2 separate regions of the Mus musculus genome follow, and region 1 is linked to region 2. The links are chromatin contacts, called in public Hi-C maps. All regions are on one chromosome and are shown on one strand. The core of a region is the stretch at or near the end of the contact, and the rest is flanking DNA. Distances in the headings are between cores, read along the strand shown. Region 1 has its middle 50 kb from the start of AY702102. Region 2 holds the start of AY702102 (cDNA sequence AY702102).

Evidence for each region. Hi-C and Micro-C count contacts between places; a contact is called where the count stands out from the background.
Region 1: a contact with region 2 is called in a Hi-C map of uterus, with 2.3 times the contacts expected there. The contact joins the enhancer-like site here to the promoter of AY702102 in region 2. A contact is called at or near these places in 7 of 484 Hi-C or Micro-C datasets (embryonic stem cells, nephron progenitors and uterus) and 2 of 115 datasets of contacts at active chromatin or transcription factors (both in embryonic stem cells).

The regions. Positions count from the first base shown.
Region 1 is chr2:170,010,427-170,015,104 of GRCm38.p6, reverse strand. It overlaps a transcript of Tshz2 not described here. Among named protein-coding and RNA genes, the nearest start is that of AY702102, 50 kb to the right of the region's middle. Within about 2 kb of position 3,069, at least 12 of the 459 cell types and tissues checked have an H3K27ac peak or open chromatin away from gene starts, as enhancers often do. A contact at or near this core is called in uterus, where this site is marked.
Region 2 is chr2:169,960,221-169,964,564 of GRCm38.p6, reverse strand. AY702102 (cDNA sequence AY702102) reads left to right here and starts at 1,378. Exons shown (of 1, transcript NR_131974.1): 1 at 1,378-2,552. It also overlaps a transcript of Tshz2 not described here.

The DNA of each region.
Region 1 (4,678 bases), core at 1,820-4,319, 49 kb before region 2:
TTCCTGCAGGCCAGCATGGGTGCTGTCTCTCTTCAGGCACTTCCTTCTGTCAAGCTTGCACTCTCACTTGCCTACCAAGGTCTGTCAACTCCTGAACCCTCCAACTCCTCCTTCCATATTGGAGACTATCCAAGGCTCAATCCCAATAATGCTACCTGCCTTCCCCCAAGCCCCCTCAAGACAAGAGTTTCCTTATGTAGTCCTGGCTGTTCTGAAGTTCACTGTGTAGACCAGGCTGGCCTCAGACTCACAGAGATCCACCTGCCTCTGCCTCCCAAATGCTGGGATTAAAGGACTGCGCCACCACCACCCAGGCACTATCTGCTTTCTTAAGAGCCCAGATTTGCTTCCTGCTGCTCATAAAACAAAGCCCCAGCTGTGCTGTTGCAGGCGGAGGTTCCAGCTCCACGGTGCCCTCTCTCTACAGCTATCTTCCTTCTGACCGTGTTTGCCTCCTCTTTGTTCTCTCACAAGGCCCTCCTTGTTCCTCTCAGTGTCCTGACACTTGGGTACTCTCGCCTCTCTGACCTCCCTTTCTCCTTTCTCCTCAGTTGGGCCAAGTACCTCAGAGTTACCTTCCTTACTGACTATCATATCAAGAACCACCCACCTCACCTCACTGCCCCTTACTGTCTCATCCCCTTTGATTCATTCCTAGCTGTCCTGGTATTATTAATTCCACCATTTTCTAGTTTACAGTTTGCTCTGTGTCTTCAGGATGTTAGCATTTTGGTGACAAGGACCTTGCCCATGTTACTTACAGCCAAAGACTAAATAACACCTCACCATTCTAGGACCGCACTGAAGATTTACAAAGGAGCGAGTCACTTGACCTAAGTACACAGACTTTCCCCATAGCAAAGAAGTTGCTTCCCTCCCCGTGTCCTCATACAATGTCCCTCAAACATGCCGGCCTGTGGCGTGGCTTCCTGTATCCCGACAAGATGGCCACAGAAGCTATACATGCCTGCAGCTTCCTCGTGTGCTCTTAGGTATTAGTCAGCGGTCGAATGAGGTTCAAGCTGGGAGATGCCTCAGTGAGGACAGTGCCTACCATACAAGCATGAGGACCCAAACCTGAGTTTGGATTCCCTTCCCCCATCCCAGAACCCTTGTAAAAGCAAGGCATGGCCGCATGTGCTTGAAACCTTAGGCCCTGAGGCACTCATAGAGACAGAAGGATGGCTGGGACTTACTGGTGAGCTAGCCTACCTACCAAATGGTACACTAGAGATTCAATGAGAGACCATATCTGAGGGGACAAGGCAGAGTGTCACGGAGTGGACAGCTCCTCTTATACACAAACATACACAGGCATGTGTGCATGAGCGCACACCGCACCTACCCACAAATTAAAAACATTAACCGCGGAGGGACATAGTGGTGCCATCTTTAATTTCAGCAGTCAGGAGACAGAGCAGGTGGATCTCTGAGTTTGAGATGAGCCTCATCTACAAAGCATGTTTCATGCTACCTAGGACTGCAGAGACAGCTATGTGGTCCTAAATCAAAACTCCTCAATCAATCAATCAATCAATCAATCAACCAACCAATCAAAAACAGAACTTTAAGCTTTAAAATGTAAAGTTAGAAATGTTATACAGGTGGTCCAGAGAGATGGCTCAATAGTGAAGAGCAGCTCACTGCTTTTACAGAGTCCTGGAGGAAGTTCCATTCCCAATGCCTACACCAGATGGCCAGGGAATTTGGAATGCCCTCTCCCTTCCCCCACGGCATTCCCTTTAGCGTGCATATGCATGCCCATGTACACACACACACACACACACACACACACACACCATCAAAAATAAATCTTAAAAAGAAGTAAAAGGAAAAGTGTAGAAAGTGTTGGTAACCAAAACATTGTCTTCTTTCACAGGCGTTAGGGAGTTGCTCTGGCTGGCGGGATTATTTATTTGCTTATTTGTTTGTTTGTTCTCAAGCCTTTTAAACAAGGAAGCATTTCTGCAATGATCCTGACTTCTTACCGTTGATTTCCCAAGGTGAAATCAAAGTGTGTAATTATTTTGTGGGTGGATCTCACAGACGCCAATCCTCAGCTGAGTTGACATGTGAAGAGAAGTCTTGGGTTTTCATAATTACAAGATATTTCCTTAATAAACCCTATCTGATCCTTTTCCGCTAATAATTACATGTAATTATATTTACACGTGAGAACATTGCATGCTAATGGAGACTAGGGCCCTGAGGACTTAAGAGGGTTGACAGAATGTTTGACTAGATATGGCCAATCACTCTGTGTCATATAAAGAACTCGGAGAGAAAGGAATGTGTTCAAAAGAAACCAGAGCAGTGGAGAAACCCAGCGCATTCATTAATTGATAATATTTTTGTTAGGTTTTTGGTTTCAAGTGTCTTTTAGTGCCTGCACTTGAATTTAAATGTCTAAAAGGAACGGGTATTCAGAGAAAGAAAAGTAATTACACCCTGTAATTCTGATTTAATTACAAGGAAATAGATGTAACACGATGTGGTAAAAGTTATGATGGGTTCTTTAAATGATATATGTCATTAACATGTTAATTGGCATGAAATCTAAGCTCCCAGCCAGAGAGCTCATAGGTGAAGCTGAGGCCAGGGCCGTTTCGGGTGGGATCAGGGTTAAGATCCTGCGAAGGCATCTCGAGTGGGATTCTGTCCTGTAGGTTTCCCCCAGTCGTGTAGAATACAAAGAAATTCCAGTCCTGCTCTTAAAGAAACGAAACAAAAAGGCTGCTTGTGAGATGCTGGTGTGGCTAGCTTGAACTTGTAACTGGAGAGCCATAATGTCAGGGAGAAATTAAGGGGAGGGATGGGTTTTCCTCTGTCCAGAGACCCAGCCCCGCAACTGTAAAAATTGAGCTCTTCCCACGTCTTCACGTAACGATGAAGTGAAATGCACACAGATTTTTATTATTAAAAAAACTTGCCTTTCCTCAAAGACCCATTGGGGGATCTGTTTATTTTATTTAATTTTGATGTTTTTGGCGCATGGCTGGGGTTAGTCATCAAAACAGGAAGGGATGCCTCTTTATTCAGCAGAAGGAATTAGCCACGCTAGAATGAGCTTTGCTGGTTGGACGCTGTGTGAAACTCTTGGTTTGTTTTGTGTGCGTGTGTTCATGCATGCCACAGCATGTATATATAGAAGTCAGAGGCAAACCTCTCTCCTTTCATCTTGTAGGTCCCCGGGGATCAAACTTAGGTCCTCAGGCTTAGTGGCAAGCTCCTTTACCCACTGGGCTATCTCACCAGCCCATAATACTTGGTTGAGCTAAGTGCAGTGACACAGAGCTTTGCCTGGAGAAACATGCACAACAGGGTGAGGACGGACTCGGCGAGTCTCTGTGACAGCGGAGGTGGATGGGGCAGGCTGGGGACAGCACCCTGCTTGCTCCTGTTCTGTGCTTAGGCTTCTGGGCACTGACAGTGAATGATGTCATGGTTAATATTGATTGGAAGATTGACAGAATCTAGACTCACCCAGGAGGCAAACCTTTGGGTATGTCTGTGAGAGATTTTTCTAGACTGGTAATGTCAGGATGTCTGAGGCTAGTGCCCCATACAGAGATGTCAACACATGACCTCCACCACTTTGGCTGTGTTGCCAGACATCACAGGAATCGAGCACACGCACGCCTGCTCTCAGAGGCTAGCCACAGTTACCTGAACTCCAAAGGCCCCACTCAAGAGCCCTCAGAACAAGAGGTAGGGAGAAAAGCAAGCCGGCGTGGGCCATGCAGGCAGCAATGCTACAGTGTTAACTCAGCTTGTGCTCAGCATCCACAGTACTGTCACTGTCATGTTCTTGTCGCTTGACACAGAACACCTCTTTCGTGGCTTTTTCTACAAGCATTGATTTTATACACTTATTTTTTTGGAGCTAAGGTCCCGCCCTCTCTCTAATGCAGCATGGTCTTGAACTTGTGATTCTCCTGCCTGAGCCTACTGAGTGCTGGGATTGTAGACCTGTGCTACCACTTTGGCCAAACATTGATTGAAACACCACCACCACCACTACCACCATCACCATCACCACCACCACCACCACCACCACCACCACCACCACCACCACCACCACCACCACAACCAAACTCTTTCTCTGTCAATCAAAACACTCTTACTTCCTGGGGCCTTCTAACAGGTCAGGTCAGTTTTCTGGGACACCTCAGATGTCCGTGGTGGTCAGCTAGGACTCATTTGCCACTGTGCTGCTCTCAGATCTCATGGGACCAGAGGTGGGGCGTTCATGTGTGTATGTGTGTTCATTCATGTGTGCATGTGTGAGTGTGTGCAAGTGTATGCATGTGTGTGTGAGTGTGTATATGTGTGCCATTGAGTGTGCATATGTGTATGTTTGTGCATGTGTGCCTGTGTTTAAGTGTGAGTATGTGAGTGTGTGTATATGTGTGTAGATGTAGCTATGTGTTTTTGTGCGTGTGTGCCTGTGTTTGACTGTGTGTGAGTATGTATGTGTGTGTAGATGTATGTATGTGTGTGAATGTTTGCATGTGTGTATGTTTTGTGTGTGTGTACATGTGTGTGCATGTGTGACATATGTATGCATGTGCACTTGTTGACTCTGTGTGTTTGAGTGTGAGTGTATGTGTGTATGTGTTTGCATGTGTCTATGTTCTTGCACATGTGTGTGTGTGTGCATGTGTACCTGTTGACTCTG
Region 2 (4,344 bases), core at 129-2,628:
AACACAGTCACCACCAGCATTTTCTGGCTGTCTTTCCTTAGTCACAATTCTACTTGCTTGGTTTTCTTGTTTTGTTTTATTTTATTTTATTTTTATTTTTTTTTATAGCTTTCATGTGTCCAGACTGTATTTACAGGATACCTACTATGTGCCTGGCATTGTTCTTGCTGATGAAGACACACTGCAGAAAGAACAGGCAAGGCTTGCCTTTGGGGCGCACACATCAGCCCCCCACTTCCCTTTATGGACACAGCACATTTGCGTTGCGGTTGTCAGGGGGTGGGTACCATTCGGCTGCAGTGACCAGTACACCTATGATTATTACTGTATGCAGTTTTACAGCTTAAATTCTTTAAGAAGGTTTTGAAGAGTTTCTGCTTTCAATTCTTCTTGATATATACGTTGGAGTGGAATGACTGAGTTATGTGGCAAATTCATTTTCAGCTTATCAGGGAGTCGCTGGGTGGATCCTCTCTCAAAGCCACTCTACTTACATGCATGACTCTGCATGTATGAAGTGTCCTGAACAGGCAGATTCCCAGTCACAGAGAGGAGATGACTGGTTCCCAGGGGGCCAAAGGGGAGAAGTCGGTTGCGTGTGTGTCTCCCTGTAGGGATGAGGAAAACGTTCTGAAATGAGGATGTGGTGTAGATGTGCACTTCACATGGCTAAAACAAGATTGGGCTCAGTGGTTAAGAGATGTCCTGCTCTTGCAGAGGACCAGAGGAAAATTCTCAGTACATACATTGGGCATCTCACCATTGCCTGTAACTCCAGATCCAGGAGGGCCAACACCCTCTTCTGGTCTCTGAGGGCACACACATACACTCTTAGCCGGGTGGTGGCAGTGCACACCTTTAATCCCAGCACTTGGGAGGCAGAGGCAGGTGGATTTCTGAGTTCGAGGCCAGCCTGGTCTACAGAATGAGTTCAGGACAGCCAGGACTACACAGAGAAACCCTGTCTCAAAAAAAAAAAAAAAAAAAAAAAAACAAAAACAACAAAAAATACAACCCAAAAGACTAATTTTGTATCCTATGTGTTTTACCCTAATTAAGCAAAGCAAAACAGAGAGAGGAAAAGATCTGACAAGGTCCTAATCTTATGGGGCACATAGGTTAATGAGTGGAGACCGACCATAGATAAATCAATACTTCATACATTGTATTCATCTGTGCTCTGACAGAAGAGGTGCTGGGAAGCACTTGGGTAGGATTTGGGTTGCCAGACTGTGAGGGGACACGGGGCATTGAGAAGGAGGAGGGGCAGGGAGTCCAGCTGGGGCTGTGTCATTATGATGTCACATGTGACATTATGATGTCAGGGGTATTCAGTTGGAAGGTTCTTTTGGCCATAGGGAGATATAGAGAGAGCTTGTAGATAGTTTTAGCTGACATGACTCTGGGAGGGAGGGGGTACCCCCTCGGAAGAATGGGGTACTCCTCCGCTTTCCAACAAAGAATCCCCTGTCCTGAAATGACCTCAGAGGAACTGGCTGAGACACTCTGACCTAACCATGCAGATCCAAGGCTTAAAATCTGCTGGAAAAAACCCAGCCAGTTTTATATAGCGTGCAGGCTCACGGGTTGTTCTGTGTGAGTCATCTGGAACCCGGGGTCTGGCTTTGACTTGTGTCTGCAGCCTGAGGAAGACGAATGTTCCTTCGGCCAGTTGAGTCTGAGAATTGAGGACATTCACAGCTCTCACTCTGTGTCCTGACCTACGTGACTCAGACCTGGAACTGGATGTATTAGGGTGTGGGGAACTCTGCAGGAAAACCCACAATTCTTATCCAAGGGCAGGTTTTAGCCTAAGCAGAGAATCCGTGCCCCATGCCCTAGTGGAAATGCCTTTTTTTCATGACAATTTAAGATGGACACTGTCTTCCTGCCTTGCCACCTTCCCTGTGGGTTGAATCTACCCGACACTACATTTTATCCAGGGATCAAGGCTAGAAGAGATGAATCCACAGAAGAGTCTGCGACCATGGTGCCTGGGCTTTCTGTGCAAAATGCTACAGCCACAATAAGATATTTACCGTCTTTATCGGAAGATCAAACCCACCCACAAATGTCACATTGCTCAAATTCCATCAGTAGATCAGACAAGCTGTCTCTGGGAAGAGGACATTCCAGCCAGCAAGTTCAGAGCGCACTGGCTTCGAGGGCCGGTCCCTTCCTATTTTCTGTCACACACCCTGAGCCTTTGTTGTCTCCGCACTGCTGATAAATCAATCCATCAAAAAATTTCCTCAGTGAAACTCAATCAAGAAAGGTCATGTCAGCGGGAGAGGAACAGATTAAATTAGCATCAAATTAGACATGGAAAGTGAGTTCTGTCAAAATCATCGCAGCGCTCAGCACAATTAGAATATGTTAATTATGCATTTCATTAAGGTGGATGTGAGATGAAATGTCACTGGGGTAGGCATCCGAAAAAGGGAAGATTGCCAGGCACAACTTTCTCTAGACAATGTGTGACACCTTCATTACCATCAAGAATCGCGAGTCTGCCGTGACTTTTTCTGTAAAGGATTAAACCATTAACTGTTTGCTGTCTCCTCTCATTCGTGCAAAGGGGCGGGGGGTGAGGGTGGGTCCCCCTATCCTCAGAGCCGACCACTCCCTTCCAAGTGACTGTCTTGCTCTCAGACCGCCATGGCCCCGGGGGCTGCTGGGAATGCCTGGTGGGCAACAGGGTGGTGGCAGGCTTTAATGAACTCCTTGGAATCCTGCCACTGCCTTAGGGGTGGCGAAATGCTGGGGATGGGGAGAGGAGAGAAATGAGGGGTGAGGATTACAGAGGGAGGGGAGGAGGAGCGAGGATCTCGGCCCCAGTCTTGGGGATGAAAGATATCATCAACATAATGGGGAACGGGAAGGGGGGGGGATCCAATTTCTAAACGCGCGCACCCAGCAAACTCTCATTTGGTGAATTCTTTTGCACCCGCGCTGAGGCTCTGAGTCATGGTTACCAAGAGGCTCTGACTTCTAGCGAGGCAGCTTCATCAGATGCCGCTTAGGTGCTCAGCACAGAAGGCTGCGACTCTGAGCAGCCCCGTTCCTCTGAGACTACTGCTTGGTTCTCCCACCCCCACCCCCACCCCTGCTTTTCTTTTTAAAACCAGGGCTTTCTATGTTAGCGGGAGGGTGGGAAGGGGCTCTAGGTGGGTTATTCCTGACCTTGCTTCCTCAGGTAATTCCTTTCCTCCCTCCCACCATGAGCCAAGCATCCAATGTTCCAGATCAACTTAGTTCATTAGGAAGCTTCCGGTGGTGCCTTGTGGTGGGAATCTCTGCTTTGTTCTCATTTCTCTTGCACAGGCTGGTCTGTCTCTTGGCGGGGGGGGGGGGGGGATCCCTGATTCCAGACTCTGTGTCCCCTCGTTCTGTGCCTTCTCACCCACAGTGCGCTCTCTCTCTCGCGCGCGCGCACACACACACAGAGCACACATCTGTTGGATTCCTCTACCTCAAGTCAAAATGAACATGACTTCCTGCCAGATGTGTCCCTCACCGACAAGCCTCTCCTACATCTCTGGGAGCTTCCCCCGGGCACACATGGGATGCTGGACTTGACAGAACTTTCCAGAGTTAATATTTGCTGTTCACACCCAAATGACACATCCTCTCTCTTTCACACACAATATATTGATGACAACCCATTGTAACTGATATATGTATATGTGTGTGCGTGTGTGTTTGTATGTATGGTTGTGCGTGTAATTGTAAGTACATCTTAACAAATGGAGAATAGGTCGCGCTATTTAATATAGTGCATGTTTTGTTTTTGTTTTTGTTTTTGTTTTTGTTTGAACAAGTAAGAAACCAGAAGCCTCAAATTTTATTTTTGACCTTTCGAAGCTCAGACCCATCTCTTGCAAGGCAGCCAATTGGAATCCATCTTTTATGCTTAAGGTCGTACAATGCCACGGTCCTACTTTCTCCCTCCTGCGTGTACCACAGGAATATGATTCTGTTGGTTTACCTGAGTCACACCCTTCTTTTTCCTTTTCTCTATTTTGTTTTTTACTCTACTTTTTTTTTTTTAAATCAACCAACAGCTCTTGGCTTTTAGCTGGAATGTTAAGGCAACTGACTCTGTCCCCAAACTTTTGCACACCAAGAATAAACTTGGTCCCAACCAAGCAGGTATTAGCTCACTAAGCCTGTTTTCTCTGAAATATTGTGGGAAGGGCATTGCTCAGCACCAACATTTGTTGAGAGAAGACAATAGAATGTAAAGCCTGGTACCTAACTGCTAAATCCTCAGCGCCTGACGTTGATGATGCAGATAATGGTGGTGGTGGTGGTGATGATGATAATGATGGTGATCATTCACAC